Linked DNA regions of Sus scrofa: all the other regions are linked to region 1. The links are chromatin contacts, called in public Hi-C and HiChIP or PLAC-seq maps. All regions are on one chromosome and are shown on one strand. The core of a region is the stretch at or near the end of the contact, and the rest is flanking DNA. Distances in the headings are between cores, read along the strand shown.

The links. Hi-C and Micro-C count contacts between places; a contact is called where the count stands out from the background. HiChIP or PLAC-seq counts read pairs in DNA pulled down with a chosen protein or histone mark.
Region 2: a Hi-C map of alveolar macrophages shows a contact between it and region 1, with 2.3 times the contacts expected there. The contact joins two enhancer-like sites. A contact is called at or near these places in 13 of 47 Hi-C or Micro-C datasets (alveolar macrophages, blood, embryonic fibroblasts and 6 more) and 1 of 2 datasets of contacts at active chromatin or transcription factors (alveolar macrophages).
Region 3: an H3K27ac HiChIP or PLAC-seq map of alveolar macrophages shows a contact between it and region 1. The contact joins two enhancer-like sites. A contact is called at or near these places in 1 of 47 Hi-C or Micro-C datasets (embryonic fibroblasts) and 1 of 2 datasets of contacts at active chromatin or transcription factors (alveolar macrophages).

The regions. Positions count from the first base shown.
Region 1 is chr15:131,204,381-131,208,003 of Sscrofa11.1, reverse strand. It overlaps SP110 (sp110 nuclear body protein), which reads left to right. Exons shown (of 17, transcript XM_021075649.1): 6 at 657-734; 7 at 3,001-3,069. Among named protein-coding and RNA genes, the nearest start is that of SP140, 19 kb to the left of the region's middle. Within about 2 kb of position 1,978, at least 16 of the 83 cell types and tissues checked have an H3K27ac peak or open chromatin away from gene starts, as enhancers often do. A contact at or near this core is called in alveolar macrophages and retroperitoneal adipose tissue, where this site is marked.
Region 2 is chr15:131,402,734-131,406,533 of Sscrofa11.1, reverse strand. No RefSeq gene overlaps it. Among named protein-coding and RNA genes, the nearest start is that of CAB39, 88 kb to the left of the region's middle. Within about 2 kb of position 2,198, at least 6 of the 83 cell types and tissues checked have an H3K27ac peak or open chromatin away from gene starts, as enhancers often do. A contact at or near this core is called in alveolar macrophages and retroperitoneal adipose tissue, where this site is marked.
Region 3 is chr15:131,430,151-131,433,835 of Sscrofa11.1, reverse strand. No RefSeq gene overlaps it. Among named protein-coding and RNA genes, the nearest start is that of CAB39, 61 kb to the left of the region's middle. Within about 2 kb of position 2,390, at least 2 of the 83 cell types and tissues checked have an H3K27ac peak or open chromatin away from gene starts, as enhancers often do. A contact at or near this core is called in alveolar macrophages, where this site is marked.

The DNA of each region.
Region 1 (3,623 bases), core at 729-3,228:
CAAAATATCCAACCACAGGCATCTAAGCAGTAATGTGTGCTTTTGGAGTTCCCGTTGTGGTGGAATGAATCCACCAGTATCCATGAGATTGAGGGTTTGATCCCTGGCCTCGCTCAGTGGGTTAAGGATCCAGCGTTGCCATGAGCTGGGGTGTAGGTCTCAGATACGGCTTGGACCCTGTGTTGCTGTGGCTGTGGCATAGGCTGGTGGCTTCAGCTTCGATTAGACCCCTAGCCTGGGAACCTCCCTATGCCTCAAGTGTGGCCTTAAAGAGAAGAAAAAGAAAGAAAAAAAAAGTGTGCTTTTCACATAGCAAAAACGTTTCCTCTCCCTGTGGCCGTCGGAATTCAAGGTCGCCACTCAGACTAGGCTGCTGGGAGCCCTTGTGCTTTTCTTCCATTGAGGAAGGGACCCTCAATAGCTGAACCCTCTTCTGAGGGGCAGTTTTTCTCTGGTCCACTGTGATAGTCACACAGGTAACAGCAACCGTAAGTTGATCACACCCCGGCAGAGCCAGGGAGCCCTGTAGACGGGCAGGTCCCCAGACCTGAGCCCACACCTGCTCTCCATCCTTCTGGTTCCCCCACTGATCTCCCTCAGCACTTTCTCAGTCCATGCTGCCTGCACTCTGAGATGGATTCTGTTTCTTTTGTCAGCGATAAAAGATGATTCTCCCAAACCACATGACCCAGAGGAACTCCAAGAGGCACCCAGGATGCCTCCCAACAAGAAAGGTAACCATTCACGGCAACATTTTTCGGAACCATGATCACTCTAAACCATTGCTCTAAAGCCATGGTGATATTTGAAAATAAGAGAGGAAATAATGTAAGAAGAAAAAGAGTTTCAGTGGAGAGCGCACATTCAGCTTCACATGTCCTCCAAAAGCCAAGAAGGTCTAAACCCCGGCTTTTGTGCAAAGGCAGGAGATGTTTTGAGAGAAGAGAGTTCTTTCACAATGCCACAGCTCTGTTGGACTCCCGCTGCTTCCGTGTTACATGGTGTGGGGCAAGAAGGAAGTGAGTAAACCAGCCGTGGAAAGAGTAACACACTCTGTGCCCTTGAGGAGGAGGACCTGAAACTCACGGACAGATGGTTCAGTTATTCAAACAGAGAAACCGAAAGGTTTTTTGAGGGAGTTCCTGTCGTGGCTCAGCGGAAACGAATCCAACTAGTATCCATGAGGATGGGGGTTCAATCCCTGGCCTTGCTCAGTGGGTTAAGGATCCAGCGTTGCTGTGAGCTATGGTGTAGGTCACAGATGTGGCTCAGATCTGGTGTTGCTGTGGCTGTGGTGTAGGCCTGCAGCTGTAACGCCAATTTGATCTCTAGCCTGGGAACCTCCATGTGCCATGGATGTGACCCTGAAAAGCAAAAAAAAAAAAAAAAAAAAAATTCCTCCGTGATTTCTTCCTTACAACTTTTTGCCTCTGCAGCTGTCCTTCAGTCTCATTGGATGACTGGTCCCTTGGCCTTTGCTTTTTCCAAGTCATCATCTGCCTTTTTTTTTTTTCCCTGTCTTTTTGTCTTTTCTAGGACTGTACCTACGGCATATGGAGGTTCCCAGGCTAGGGGTCTAATCAGAGCTGTAGCCACCTGCCTATGCCAGAGCCACAGCAACGCCAGATTTGAGCCCTGTCTGCGACCTACACCACAGCTCACAGCAATGCCGCATCCTTAACCCACTGAGCGAGGCCAGGGATCGAACCTGCAACCTCATGGTTCTTAGTTGGATTCGTTTGTGCTGTGCCACGAGGGGAACTCCTTTTCTCACCACCCTTCTTACCGACATGGAATCCAGCATTCATCGTCTGGGGAAACTACTGCTGACAGCTTAACCACTCTGGCCTTTCTGTCTTTTCTGGAAATCTCTGGCAGGTCTTGGAAGAAACTCTCGTCTGCTTCCTGCACATGGCAGCTGCAATCAGGCACTACTGAGGTGAGGCACACAGCTGTGTGGCCTCAGGATTCCCCTGCAAACAATCCCTCCTCACCACATGACCATACCACTTCCTGTGATGAGCCTTTCAAACCTTGAGCTATTTTTTTTTTCGAACTTCTGATGCATCACTGCCTCCTTTTGGCTCAACAATGACCCTTCCTCCAACTTCACAGAAAAACATCATCTGGGAATTCCCTCACTTCCTGCTCCCACCCTGCAACTCCAGACTGCATCTGCCCCTCCTTTCCAATGCCTTCTTTCTCTCCAAGGCAATGCTGACAGCATCTACGGTTCCCTCTCTTTCCTGAGAATTAAGCACCTCCTCTCCCAAGGATCTTCATTCAGCTCACGCCCAAGCCTGTCACACAGTCAGAAAAGGAACGTTTTCTTGATCCTCGTCTCACTTCGGGGGCCTCTATAGCTCTCCCTCCACTTCACAGCCCAACTTCTAGAAATGAGTTACCTAAACTTACTGTCTCCGTTTCTTCCCATTGTGGCTCAGAGGGTTAAGAACCCGACATAATCTCTTTGAGGATGCTAGTTCGACCCCTGGCCTTTCTCAGTGATTTAAGGATCCCGTGTTGCTGCAAACTGCAGTGTAGGTGGCAGATGCAGCTCAGATCTGATGTGGCTGTGGCTGTGGCTGTGGCTGTGGCTGTGGTGTAGGGTTCAGCTGCAGCCCTGATTTGACCCCTACTAGCCTGGGAACTTCTGTTTGCTAAAGGCGTGGCCATAAAAAGGAAAAGAAAAATAAATAAAATTTCAGCATCACCCAGCAGGTTAAGGATCTGGCATTGTCAGCAGTTTGGCTCATTGTCAGCAGTTTGGCTCATTGCTGTGGCATGAGTTTGATCCTTGGCCTGGGAATTTTCACATGCCGTGGGCACAACCAAAAAAAAACTATTTTTTTAAAAATTTCAGCATCACCTAAGGTTAGCAATGACCTCGTAGCCACTGTGTTTTGAAGACCAAATATAAAAGCTAAAAATTGTTGACATACAAGGTTGGTAGATCAATGTCTGTAGTTATAAAAGATGGTCTGTAACCTTTTTCTTTAGGAAAGAAGAAAAAAAGATGTATCTGGGCAACCCCCAAAAGAAGACACAAGAAAAAATGCCTCCCAAGAGGTAAGATGAGAGGGGGCTGGAGGTAGTTCATGCTTGTCCACCAAGGTGTGGGAGGTAGGATTTTATTCTAAATGCAATGGGGAATCCCTGAAGAGATCGAATCAGGGAAGTGACATAATCCAATTTTAAACTTGGCGAGACCAATTCTGGTGCTATGTAAAGAATGAACTGGATATAGAAAACACCAGAAGCAGGGCAACCCTTTAGAGGACAGATACCTCGGGAGTTGACAGCAGCTTGGATTCAGATCGGGCAGTGGAGATGGAGAGATCTAGTCAGGATCAGTTTGCAGGTAGAGCTGACAACACTTGGTAAATTAGAAGCTGAGGATGAGAGGGAGACATTAAGGCTTGCTCTTCAATTTCTGGCTTAAGTGGCTGGTAGAATGGTGGTACCATTGGTGAAAGAGAATGCAAATATATGAGGGGGATTTTTTTTCAAATCCAATTTTTAGCCTATTCATTTCAAGATCTGTGCTAACTAACTGTGCATTTGAACCAAGTATGAGCCTTGTCTGAACTGAGAGGGTCTGGAGATGTTAACCCCCCCACCCC
Region 2 (3,800 bases), core at 949-3,448, 200 kb before region 1:
CTTAGCTTTGATTTACATTTCTCTGGTAATTAGTGATAGTGAGCATCTTTTCATGTGCCTGTTGGCCATTTATATATTTTCTGTGGAAAATATTTACTTGGGTCTTCTGGCCATTTTTATGTCAATCAGGTTGTATGCTTTTATTGTATTGAGTTTTATGAGTTGTTTATATATATATATATATTGGATATCAATTCCTTATCAATCATATCAATTTTCAAATATTTTCCCCTATTCAGTAGGTTATCTTTTCACTTTGTTAATGGTTTCCTTTGTTATGCAAAATCTTATAAGTTTGATTATGTCCCATTTGTTTATTTTCCTTTGTTTCCTTTGCCTTAGGAGCAGATTAAAAAAAAAAATTGCTGTGACTTATGTCAACTAGTGTTCTGCCAATGTTTTTTTCTAAGAGTTTTATGGTTTACGATTTCACATAACATCTTTAATCCATTTTTAGGCTTTTTTGTATATGGTGTTAGAAAATGCTCTAATTTCATTCTGTCACATGTAGCTGTCTGGTTTTCACAGCACCAGTTATTGAAGAGACTGTCTTTTTTTAAAAAAAATTTCTTTTATTTATTTATTTTTTTTTGTGCCACACCTGAGGCATGCAGAACTTCCTGAGCCAGAGATCAAATCTGTGCCATTTTAGTAACCAGAGCCACAGCAATTACAACACTGAATCCTTAACCTACTAGGCCACAGGAGAACTCAAAGAGACTGTCTTTTCTCCATTGTATATTCTTGCCTCCTTTGTCATAAGTTAATTGACCATATGTGCACGAGTTTATTTCTGGGCTCTCTATTTTATTTCAGTGATCTATGGGCATGTTTTTGTGCCAGTACCAATGTTGTTCTGATTACTGTAGCTTTGTGGAATAGTCTGAAATCAGGGAGTGTGATATCTCATCTTTCTCAAGATTGCTTTTGCTATTCATCAGGATCTTTTGTGGCTACATATACATTTTAGAATAACTTGTTCAAGTTCTGTGAAAATTGTCATTGATATTTTGATGGGGATTACATTAAATCCATAGATCGCTTTGGGTAATATGGACATTTTAACAATATTCATTCCTCCAATCCATGAACACAGGCCATCTTTTCATTTCTTTAAATCACTTTCAGTTTCCATTATCAGTGTTTTACAGTTTTCAGGGCATGGGTCTACCTCTTTTGTTAAGTTTATTACTAGGTATAAAATTTTTAAAAATTTTATTAATTTTTGATTGGATTTTACATGGGATTGTTTTCTTGCTTTCTCTTTCTGATCATTAATTATTAGTCTATAGAAAAGTAATAGATTTCTAAATAGTGATCTTTTTTTCTGAAGGTTTACTGAATTCATTTATCAGTTTTAATAGTTTTTTGGTGGAGACTTCAGGTTTTCTATATAAAGTATCATGTATCTACAAATGGTGACTGTTTAACTTCTTCCCTTCCAATTTAGATGCATTTTATTTCTTTATGTTGCTTAATTAATGTGGCTAGGTATTTTAATACTGTGTTAAGTAGAAATTGTGAAAGTGGGCATCCTTGTCCTGTTTCTTTCCACTGTTGAGTATCATGTTAGCTGTGGATTTGTCATAAATGTCCTTTATTATTATGTTGAGATATGTTCCCTCTATAGAAACTTTGATGAGAGTTTTTTTTTTTTTTATCATGAATGGATGTTGAATTTCATTAAGTGCTTTTCCTGTGTTTATTGAGATAATCATGTGATCTCTTCCCCTTTGTTAATATGGTTTATCACATTTATTGCTTTATAAATTTCAAACCATCCTTACACTTGATGATGGTATATGACCATTTTTATATATGGTTGAATTTGGCTTGTTAATTTTTTCTTGAGGATTTTTGCATCTATATTCAAAAATATTGGCCTGTAATTTTCTGTTTTGTAATGTCTTCGTCTGGTTTTGGTATCAGGGTAATGATGGCCTTGTGTAATGAACTCAGGAATGTTCCCTCCTTTTTGGTTTTTGGAATAGTTTGAGAAGGATAGTTATTAGCTCTTCTTTATGTTTGGTAGAATTCTCTTGTGAAACTGTGTGGTTGTGGACTTTTGTTTGCTGGGAGTTTTTTGTTTGTTTTTTTACTTACAAATTCAGTTTCACTACTAGCAATTAGTCTGTTCTAATTGTCTGTTTCTTCCTGATTCAGTCTTGGCAAGCTGGGGGTTTCTAGAAACTTGTCCCTTTCTTCTTAGTCATCAGTTTGTTGGCATGCAACTGTTCATAGTAACGTCTTATGATTTTTTTGTATCTCTGTGACATCAGTTATTATTTCTCCTCTTTCATATCTTATTTTGTTTATTTGGGTCTTCTCTCTTTTTTTCTTGATATGCCTGGCCAAAGTCTTATCAGTTTTGTTTATCTTTTCAGAAAACAAGCTGTGGTTTCATCAATTTTTTCTATTTTTTTTGGCCATGCTTGCAGTAGGAAGAAATTCCTTGGGCCAGGGATTGAAACTGCGTCACAACAGGGACAATGCTGAATCCTTAACCTGCTGTGCCACCAAGGAGCTCCTCTATTTTCTGTTCTCTATTTTATTTTTTTCCTCTCTGATCTTTATTATTTCCTTCCTTCTGTTGACTTTGCGCTTTGTTCTTTTTAAAATCCCTTTAGATGGTAGGTTAGTTTGTTTATTTGATATTTTTCTTATTTCTTGAGGTAAGCCTGTGTTGCTATAAACTTCCCTTTTAGAACTACTTTTGCTGCATCTTATAGTTTTGGGAAGTTGCTTTTTTATTTTCATTTATCTCAAAATATTTTCTGATCTCTTTGATTTTTCATTGATTCATTGGTTTTTTGGTTGTTTAATCTCCACATGTTTGTATTTTTCCAGTTTTCTTTTTGTAATTGACTTCTATTTTCATACTGTTGTGGTCAGAAAAAATGCTTGATATAATTTCATTCCTCTTGAAATTGTTGAATTTTTTTTTTTTTTTTGGCTTAGCATGTGATCTATCCTGGAAAATTTTCCATATGCACTTGAAAAGTATGTGTATTTGCAGTTTTCAGCTGGAATGTCCAAAAGCATCCAAACATTGTTTAAGTCCAACTGGTCTAATGTGTAATTTAAGACTACTGTTTCCTTATTGATTTTCTGTCTGTATGATCTGCCCATTGATGTAAGTGGGGTGTTGAAGTCCCCTACTATTGTATTATTGTCAATTTCTCCCTTTATGTCTGTTAATATTTTCTTTATGTATTTAGGTGCTCCTATATTAGGTTCATATATGTTGACAAGTGTCATATCCTCTTCTTATATTGATACTTTTATCATTATGTAATGCCCTTCTTTGTATTTTGTTATAGCCTTGGTTTTAATGTCTATTTTGTCTAATATGAGTATTGCTACTCCAGTTTTATTGTGATTTCTATTTGCAAGAAATGTCTTTTTCCATCCTCTCACTTTGTCTGCGTTTATCTTTAGTTCTGAAAGGAGTATCATGTAAGCAGTATATAGAGGGGTCTTGATTTTTTAATCCATTCAGTCTTCTGATAGGAGCATTTAGTTCATTGACATTTAAAGATTGATAGGTATGTACTTATGGCCATTTTTTTTTGACCTGTTTTCTGGTTGTTTTTGTAGCCATTCTTCCTCTTTTAGTGTCTTCTCTTGTGGTTTGATGTTTTCCGTAGTGAGATGTTTCTTTCTCTTTAGTTTTTGTACAGTTTAAAATGTTTGATTACTGTGGGTTTCATCTATGTTGATGTGTAACTATATCTACTTGTCTCAAATTGGTCATCATTTAAGTTTAAACACGTTCTAAAAGATCTAATTTCTTTACTCCC
Region 3 (3,685 bases), core at 1,141-3,640, 230 kb before region 1:
TAAATTCACCAGTATTTTCTCTTTTTGTGGTATAATTTTTTACATTACATTAAAAAGTAATCTTAAATTTAGAGGTAAGGACCAAAGGTAGCTAGTCTCCTTGAGAACTTTATGGAATCATCTGTCTCACACACTACTCTGAAATGCAGCCTCATCGTATTTTCTAGTCTATATGCATTTGGGGACCATTTCGGGGCTTTCCGTTTTTTTGTTGTTGTTGTTGTTTTTTTCCTTCTGTTTTTTTGCCACTCCCATGGCATGTGGAAGTTCCCAGTCCTGAGACTGAATCGGAGCTCCAGCTGTGAGCTCCGCCACAGCTGTGGCAATGCCGAATCCTTAACCCACCATGCCTGGCTGGGGAATCGAGCTCATGCCTCAGCAGTGACAACCCTGGACCCTTAACATGCTGCACCACAGTGGGAACTCCTAGACTTTCTGTTCTGTTTCATGGATCAGTCTATTTCTGCACAGATACCAAATTTTAAATATTACTGATACTTTGAAGTTCCCATTGTGGCTCAGTGGTTAATGAATCTGACTAGCATCCATGAGGATGCATGTTTGATCCTGGCCACACTCAGTGGGTTAAGGATCTGGCATTGCCGTGAGCTGTGGTGTAGGTCGAAGACACAGCTCAGATCCTGCATTGCTGTGGCTGTGGTATAGGCCGGCAGCTATAGCTCCAATTTAGACCCCTAGCCTGGGAACCTCCATATGCCTCAGGTGCAGCCCTAAAAATGAAAAAAAAAAATACTGATACCTTATGTTTTTACATAGAATGTCTTACACTCTCATTACTCTTTTCTGTATAATTTACATATTTATTTAAAACATTTATAAATATATTAACTAAAGCAAAGTGTAGTGATCACCCTGTTTAAAAAAATTAACCATTGCCAGTACAACTGAAGTTCCCTGGACCACATCTCCCTTCCTGTCTTCCAGTGGTAACAGCTATTCTGAATGCAGTGTTTAGCATTCCACAAATTTTAAAATACTTTGAACTTCTCTTTATCCCTAAAATTACACAGAGTATTGTTTTTCATGTTATAAATGTGCTTATTTTTTAGAAAACATGCACATTCCTAAACAAACCAACCAATTATGGTGGTTAATTTTATGCATCAACTTGGCTGGGCCATGATGTCCAGATATTTGGTAAAACAAAATTCTGGATGTTTCTGTGAGGGTGTTTTGGGACAAGATTAAATTTTAAATCAGTGGATTTTGAGTGAAGCAGACTGACAACTATAGCGTGGGTGGGCCGTATCCCATCAGTTGAAGGCCCGAATAACAGAAAAGAGAAGATGTCTAAGCACGAAGGAATTCTGCCATCAGGTGGCCTTTGAACTTGACCTACCACTTGGGCTCTTCCCTGGGTCTCCAGCCTGCTAGCCCGCTCTGCAAATTTTGGACTTGCCAATTCCACAATGGCATGAGGAATTTCTTAAAATAAATCTTTCTCTCTCTATATATGTATATAAATATACACATTCTATTGGTTCTATTTCTCTGATGAACCCTGACTTAACACATCAGGCCTCTGGCCTCAGCAACACCTAGACCTGATGGAAAGTTTAAGTTATAGTGTCCTTGGGAGTTCCCTGGTGGCCTAGAGGTTAAGGATTCAGTGTTGTCACTGCTGTGGCTCGGGTTCCATCCCTGGCCTGGGGACTTCTGCATGTCCTGAGTGCAGCCAAAAAAATTATATTGCCTTCCACATATACTATTTAAGGAAGGGAGAAGTAGAAGCATATCTTGGCTAAGCTTCCGAGAGTAACCACGGTGGGGGAGGATTTTCCTGTTGAGCTTTGGAGCTGAGCTGACTCAATCCATAGTGGCCTCTCTAGAAGGAACATTACTGCAGAGGCGAGGCAAAATATCTTCTCTCTGCAGCTGTCTAATCAGAGGGGCTGTGTTCGTCTCCTATTGCTGCTGTAACAAATCATCACACATTCGATGGCTTCAAACAACACCCACTTTCTCTCACATTTCTATTGGTCAGAAGTCTCAGCTGGGGCGGGGACTTAACCCCATTATGGCTCAGGGGTTGAGAACTTGACTAGTATCCATAAAGATTCTGGTTCCATCCCTGGCCTTGCTCAGTGGATGAAGGATCCTCTGTTGCCACAAGCTGCACTTTAGGTGGCAGCCGTAGCTCTGATTTGACCTCTAGCTTGGGAACTTCCATATACTGCAAGCGTGGCCCTAAAAAGTGAAAAAAAAAAAAGTCTCAATTGGCTCAACAGGGTCCTCCTCTTAGGGTCTCTTAAGACTGAAGTCAGGGTACTGGCCAGCTGCCTTCTCATTGGGAGGCTCTGGGAAGAATCCGCTCCCAAGTTTATGCAGGGCGTGGGCAGAATGCAGTTCTTTGTGGTTGGGAGACTAACGTCCCCATGTCCTCATCGGCCCTCAGCTGGAGGTGGTTCTCAGCTTCCTTGACTTGTGGGGCTGTTCCTCCATCTTCCAAGCCAAAAAGGGTGAGTTGAGTCTTTTTCACCTTCCAAATACCTCTGACTCCCGCTTCTGCTTTCACAGCCTCATGTGACTATATTGGGTCCATCTGGACAACCCAGGATAATCTCCCTACTTTAAAGTCAGTTGAAAGTTCCCACTGTGGTGAAATGTGATCAGTGGCATCTCCAGAACACTGGAGTGCAGATTCAGTCCTGGCCCGGCACAGTGGGTTAAGGATCCGGTGTTGCTGCGGCTGCAGTGTAGGATTGCAGCTGTGACTTAGATCTGATCCTTGGCCTGGGGGACGACATATGCCTCGGGGTGGGCAAAAAAGAAAAAAAAATCAGTTGATTAATAGCCTTATGACATCTACAGATTCCTTTTGCGTAGAAGGTAAAATAATTGTGGTTGTGACACCAGAGCGTGAGGGTCACAAGGGCCAAAATTCTGCCCATGAGTGCGATCAGACTAGAGGACAGGCCTGGTCCCAAGCTATGTTTACCTCACTTCCTGGGAGATGGAAAACTGCTTTTGGCCTTCAGTGGGAAGTTTTCCCAACTCAGAGGGATGGGGGCTGTGGCCTCTGGTTCTTCCTCTGCCTGTAGCAATTGCTGCAAGAAGCAGGGCCTGGGAACTGGCTCCCTGTGGTGGCATCAGAGAACTCACTGCCCTCTGGACCCCCTACAGGTGCCATTGTCCTTTCCCTGTGTTGTGACCCCCAGGATCAGGCTAACACCTGGCTCAAACTTGCAAAGTATGTGAGACACTTAATACATTTGGCATAAGGAGTTTCTATCTGGCATTCTTTTTTTTTTTTTTTTTTTTTTACAGTAGGATACCTTTTTACCCAAAATGTCAGAGACAGAGTCGTATTTCAGAAAGTTCACTGCTGTGTAAGCTGGTGAAAGGCATGGCTTGAAGCTTCTAAAGGGTAAATGGTAGCGGAGGAGAACAGCAATGATGACGGGGAGAGATCCAGCCTGAGGGAGAGGCCAGAGAAATAAATAAGGGCAAGGTGGTGTTTAGGGGGGAGAAGCCTGCAGTTTAGCAGAAGAAAGTTCCAAGGCAGCGAGAAAGAAAGGCTGAGGTTGAAGGGAGGGAGGGAGGAGCTGGGACAGAGTGAAGCATCCTCGGAAAAGGAGAGGCAGAGAAAGAGAGAACTCCAAGAAAAAACTGGGGAGAAAGTGGAAACAAGAAATGTAAGAGGGGGAGATAGAAGAGGTACTGG